Regions from separate parts of the Ovis aries genome. Here region 2 is linked to region 1. A link is a contact called in public Hi-C data. All regions are on one chromosome and are shown on one strand. Each heading gives the region's core, a stretch centred on a gene start, on an enhancer-like site or on the middle of the called end of the contact. The rest is flanking DNA. Distances are from core to core; before and after follow the strand shown.

Region 1 (3,194 bases), core at 225-2,724:
AGCATGCAGGCCAGATTTTAAGACTCCTGAAGTTCAGTTCTAGGGCTGTAGCTTTAGTCTCAGTACCAGAGGATGTCTGTTTCGCTCATTTACCCAGAAGGAGCATTTTTTTTCTGGTTTGTACAAAGTTACCTTATTGGCTAGTGTCTGGCCCCCATTTTATTGCTGCAAAATGTGAACATTTTAGCAAGAGGGAAAGAAGCATGGTATTGCGCATATTTTTCTGCAGATATAGACTAACCTTTATTATCAGATAAAGTATTTTTCTGAATTGCAAATAGAATTTAAAAGTAAAAGCTTGACAGATCAGAAAGCGGTAAATGAGATATGATGAGAAACGTATTAAGTGACAGTGATGTGTCTTGCATTGCGCTTGGTTTTAGGATATACTGTGAGGAACTTTATTTTATTACAGCATCCAAATGAGATTGGTGACTTTTTAACTTGCATAAGAGTAAAAAGAAAAAGAAAAGGGGAGGGGGCTTCCCTATTTCCCAGTGATTTAAAAAACAATCTGCCTGCTAATGCAGGCAATGTGGGTTCCATCCCTGGGTCGGGAAGATCCCCTAGAGAAGGAAATGGCAACCCACTCCAGTATTCTTGCCTGGAAAATTCCATGGACAGAGGAGTCTGGCGGGCTACATACAGTCCATTGGGTCACAAAAGAATCAGACTCAACTTAGTGACTGAACAACAACAAATAAGATAAAAGTGAGACCAGCCCTGGGATTTCTCTGGAAGGACTGATGCTGAAGCTGAATGAAGCTCCAGTACTTTGGACGCCTCATGTGAAGAGTTGACTCATTGGAAGACTCTGATGCTGGGAGGGATTGGGGGCAGGAGGAGAAGGGGACGACAGAGGATGAAATGGCTGGATGGCATCACTGACTCAATGGACGTGAGTCTGAGTGAACTCCGGGAGTTGGTGATGGACAGGGAGGCCTGGCGTGCTGCAGTTCATGGGGTCACAAAGAGTGGGACGCGACTGAGCGACTGAACTGAACTGAACTGAAATGATTTCCCAAGTCTCTCTTTTAGGAAGAGGCAGAGCCCATGCTTACGCTACTAGATGACTTTCTCCTCACAAAGGAGTTACAAATCTAAAGAGCTTAATTACTTTTAAAATTAAATCAGTGCCAAGCCTAATCAAGTTTTCAACAAACGCAAGCATTTAACTAGTTTTCAAAAGCAAAAGATACTATGTAAAAATCAAATCCCTTTAGTTAGAGAAAACGGTTCACAGTTAGAAGCAGAAATATCAGAGGAACAAGGAACAAATGTAACAAGGGGGGATTTGTATCCCTGTTCACTATCTAGCTATGCCCTACGGAAGCAAAAGGTAACAGTACCCCTAGAGGCAGTCAGCCTGTGGTAATCTGCTGCAGACGTTTTCGTGATTGGCCTGGGGGAGCTTCCTGTGTTGTGATTTAAAGCGTGGAGGGTGGGGCCTGCTTGCAGAGGCTGCTTGCGATTGGACGGGCTGGGTTGCCGCTCAGCCTCCGCCAGGAATGTGGTTTGAAGTGCTGGGAGGTTAGAGGCTCGGAGGCGCTTACAAAAATGTGGCTGTCAGAGAGGGAAGTGCACATGAGTTCCAAGGCAACATTAGAAAGCGTTCCGCCCACAGCTCCTCTGTTCTCAACGGCTCAGTTTTAACAGGACACATTCTAAGTTAAGGTATGACCATTTTCTCTCTCTCGATCTCTGTACGAGGACTTAGAAAGGAGGAGGAGTCAGAGATGTAAGTTCCTGTTTTTACAATACCTCTATTGTGAGCTCCACGGTAGGGAAGATCGCTGAATATACTTTTGCTCCCATGTGTTTAATGCAGATCATTGACGTATTGAACTAATTTTTTGTCCTGCATGTAGAGATTTCAGTAGAAGTTTTAATGGTGAATTTTTAAGATTTATTGATACAAGTATGAGGGCAGAAGATTTTAAAAATTTACTCTGAGCCACAAAAATCCTAAATTTACTCAGAATTTAAGCTTTTATCTTTAGTTACCTTTTGAGAAAGATTTCAGATGGGTATTTTGGGAGAGTAGGAGGAGTTTTGAAAATCCCATTGAGTCAAGCTGGCTCTCATCTGTTCTTCAGAAATGAAGAGACTTTCTTTCTTGTCTTTGGAGGCAACAGCATGTAAAGCTGAGGACTGTTCTTTTATAGTGAAATTACAGTCTTAGACTTGAGAAGAATGGAGTTTGTTACTCAGATGGATATAGCTCTTTCTCCTGATCACTTTCTCTTGATTTATTTTTGTCCTGTTCCTCTGATCCTGTGGGGGCAAGCTAGAGCTCTGAGAGTGTGTGTGGGAGGACACAGGTTCTCTGGGGAATCATTTTGTCTCCATATGAACAGTCGCCTGAGGAGACCTGGGCAAGTCATTTGGTGGACCTGAGATTCCATCCTCATGCGTGAAAGAAAGAGGTAGACTAGAGCATTGGTTCTCAGGTTTTTATCCCAGCACACCTGAGAAATGCAATCCAGTCCTTTCAGTTAGCAGCAGCTCCCTAAAGCAGTGACTGTCAAGGTCGATGTGGGTGTGTGAAAGCTTTTTTTCTACCAGGAATATATGTAGTGGTTGGAGGAGAAGGGCGTGCCTCCCTAGGGCCCTCCGTCTTGAGGATCACTGGCCTAAATGGTCTTTGAGGTCTCTCTCAACTCCCAGTTTATAGAACTTAAAAGCAAAATGTTTCTTTGTATAAAGAATTGGAAATAAAATTGAATTCTAAGGAAGAGTTTATTTCATGTCTCTATCTCCCCCAAAATATTATAAAAACATTACTTTGCTGACAAAGATCCATCTAGTCAAAGCTATGGTTTTTCCTGTAGTCATGTATGGGTGTAAGAGTTGGACCATAAAGAATGCTGAGTGCCAAAGAATTGATGCTTTTGAACTATGGAGTTGGAGAAGACTCTTGAGAGTCCCTTCAACTTCAAGGAGATCAAACCAGTCAATCCTAAAGGAAATCAGTCCTGAGTATTCATTGGAAGGACTGATGCTGAAGCTGAAGCTCCAATACTTTGGCCACCTGATGCGAAGAGCTGATTCGTTGGAAAATACCTTGATGCTGGGAAAGATTAAAGACAGGAGGAGAAGGGGACGACAGAGGATGAGATGGTTGGATGGCATCACTGACTTGATGGACATGAGGCTGAGCAAGCCCCAGGGATGGGTGATGGACAGGGAGGCCT
Region 2 (3,023 bases), core at 218-2,717, 38 kb before region 1:
GTGGGGGAGAGAGAAGCATCATTCACTTAAATGTGAATGTGAATGGAGCCCCCTGTTGAAAACTACCCGAATTTCTGATTCCTGAATCCATCTCTGCCTTTCAGAAAAATTACAAGTGCTTAAGATGGTTCATAATAAGGCCCCTCTTCTTGCTTTAGCTTCTGCACTCCAGATTTTTGGCTGCCATCCTGATTTATTTAACATCAGCTCATTGCCAAGCTCCTTCTCCCCATTCTTCCTGGGGTTTGCACAAGTTGCTCCCTTTGCCAAGCAAATTTTTCCCCACTCCCATACTCCTTGATAAGTTCTTTGGTTCTTCCAAGACTCAAGGATGAGGCATCATTTCCTCTGGAAAACCTTTGCCTAATACTAAAATAAGTAAAACATACTGAGAACTTATTACAGGACATAAGAAAGAACTTAGAACTCTTTCCACATGCACTAACTTTTATAACTATCAGGAAGTGGGTAGGATTATCCTGTTTCATAGAGGAGGAAACTGAGGCACAGAAAGAGGAAATTCTTAACAGTGTTACACAGATAGACCACGAATTCTGAAGGAACTGACTATGGAAAACTGGTAAGAACAAGGGATGTGAAGTCACAAGGAAGGGAACTGTGCTAAGAGGGGGTCTTCCAAGCGAGCTGTTAAGATTGGAGAATTGTGGTAAAGGAGACTTAATGCCTGCTTTGGCGGTTTTTGGAGATGGTGCAACCTCTCATGGTGATACCGTCCAGGGTACCAGCTGGGAAATGGGAAGCTGGAATGGAGGAACAGTGTCCTTAGAGACCAGATTTTTAAAAAGAATTCACCGTATTTCCCTAGCATTCAGCACAGTAAGTGCTAAATTCTCTTAAACTATGAGTTAAAAGTATGTGGTGAAATGCCGCCCTTTCAGGCAGGCCACAGCCGAAGTTTCTTCGACTGCTTCTTGTTTTGGCTCTCCTGTCACAACCTGAGGACTATTCTCAGCCAGGACTCCCAGGCTGCTCTCATTCCCGTAACCTCGGGTGCATCTGAAACCTAAAGTGCGTTCCCTCAGAGGTTCATCTACGTCTGGCCTGTCTGGCCCCTGAAGAGAATTCGTCTCAGAAACGGGCCGTGCGAAGGAGGAGCGTGCGGCGAGGCACACTAGTTCAAAGCCAGACGGCCGGCAATGGGAATGCGGGGGCTTGGTGACAGCGCTACATCGTCTCTCAGGTGGTCCTCAGGCCCAGCTCCCGCGGAGCATGTCAAGGCCTGAGCACGAGGAGTCAGCCGCTTCGCCTCAGAGAAAAGAGCGGAACCTCTCGCCGCCGGCAGCGGGAAATCTCGCCTCGCGCGGGCTCCCGCGGGCTCCCACGCGCCTTTGCGCGCCCGCGGCCCTGGCCGACTGAGGGGCGGGAAGCCTGGTCCCGCCCCCAAGCTCCGGGGAGGGGCGTGGCCGCTACAGGCTCCGCCCACGCGGCGCGCACGGCCCCACGGCAACCGGCACAACACAACAAAATGGCTGCCGCGCCGCTGGGCGCCTGAAGGGAACCACCGGCACCTCTCCGCGCGGCCTCGTCCGGCGGGCTTGCTCGGCCTCGCTCCTTCGCGGTGAGTGCCAGGCCTGGTCTAGGCCGTTCTCCGGCCTCCAGGCGGAGCGGGTGGGGACCAGCGGCGAAGGCGGGAAGGCCTGGACCCAGCGAGGGATGGGTTCGGGGCGGGGGCGTGTGCCTGGGAGTTGGGATTGGACGGGAAGGAGGGGAGGGCCCGGAACCGGCGCGGGGAGGAGGCTGCAGGGAGGTTTGGATAAGAAGAGAGGAGGGCACGGGCGGGGGCTTTGGGATGGAGGACCGGAGTGTGGGGAGGTGTGGACGCGGGGGGTGGGCGAGTGACAGGTGGGGTCCCGCTGCCGAGCGGAGGAGGGTGGAGGTGCGCCAGGCGTCTGCGGGGATGGCTGGGAGGCGGGATGGTGTGGTGCCCTGACGGGCGTCCTGAAACCAAGCGGAATCCAGTACATGGAGAAAAAGGAGAGTTAGGGTATGGGGAAGAAAAGTTAAAAGAAAGGGAAGAGCAAGTACTTTGTCGTATAACGGTTAAGGGACAGGTGCATTTCAAGTCAAAGCTTGGCTTCACGTCTTGATTCTGCCACCTGTGCTACTGACTGTCTGTGAGATTGGGGCTTGGTAATGTTTCCTCGTTTGTGAAAATACTCACTGATCACTTTTGAGTGTACCGTGTGTGCCAGATTCAGTTCTCCGTCCTTTAGTCCTTCCCATTAACTGATTTAGAATGTAAAATAACTTGAACGAGGTCATCATTCCCATCTTGAAAGATGAAACTGTGGGTCAGAGAGGTTAAATAATTTGCCTATGTCACACAGAAAGTGGGAAATTAACATTTGAACTCAGACTTAGTTGTAGAAACCAAGCTCTTAATTCTTAATGATACAGTGTCACTTATAAATGAGGCTAATAATGGTCATAATATACATTATCTGCAAGAATTTGTTTGGTAATGTCTTTAGAGTGGGGCACAGCCCTTCACTCATTCAACAAATATTTATTGTGCAGCAAACAATACAGCCTCTACTGTCTTGTGGCCTAAACTCTAGAAGGAGAAACAAGCAATAATCAAGTTGTTGCACAAATAATCATTTAATTGTAATTTTAAGGTGTTGTGAAGGATGCTGTTGGGGCAGAGACCTGATCCTGTTGTGTGTTTTGAGTGTGGAAGCCCTGCCTTCCCATCCCTGTATTCTTAGAATCTAGCACAGTTCTTGGTGCCTTAAAGTTGTGGAATAAAATTGAATGACTGAAAAAAAATAAACTAATGGAAAGGTTTGGGAAGCTTCCCCCCCTCCCCATACCTGAGTAGCATGGAGAGAGATGTGAGAGGAGAGCGCGGGATGTTACTAGGATACAGAGGGACATAGGTGTCAGGGTGCTAGAAGGGAGAGGCAAGTAGATAGCCAGTTGGGTTGAGATGAAGTGGAGTGGATGGAGACTGGAGTATTTTGTTTGAAGAGGGGATAATTAGAAGCCAGAATATTCGAATG

The links. A called contact is a pair of places that touch in the nucleus more often than the background predicts.
Region 2: a contact with region 1 is called in a Hi-C map of skin fibroblasts, with 2.3 times the contacts expected there. The contact joins the promoter of CNTRL here to the enhancer-like site in region 1. A contact is called at or near these places in 3 of 16 Hi-C or Micro-C datasets (blood and skin fibroblasts).

What each region holds. Positions count from the first base shown.
Region 1 is chr2:2,416,536-2,419,729 of ARS-UI_Ramb_v3.0, reverse strand. The region is part of intron 11 of CNTRL (centriolin); the gene reads left to right. Among named protein-coding and RNA genes, the nearest start is that of CNTRL, 38 kb to the left of the region's middle. Within about 2 kb of position 1,474, at least 40 of the 54 cell types and tissues checked have an H3K27ac peak or open chromatin away from gene starts, as enhancers often do.
Region 2 is chr2:2,454,418-2,457,440 of ARS-UI_Ramb_v3.0, reverse strand. It overlaps CNTRL (centriolin), which reads left to right and starts at 1,467. Exons shown (of 44, transcript XM_060410786.1): 1 at 1,467-1,579.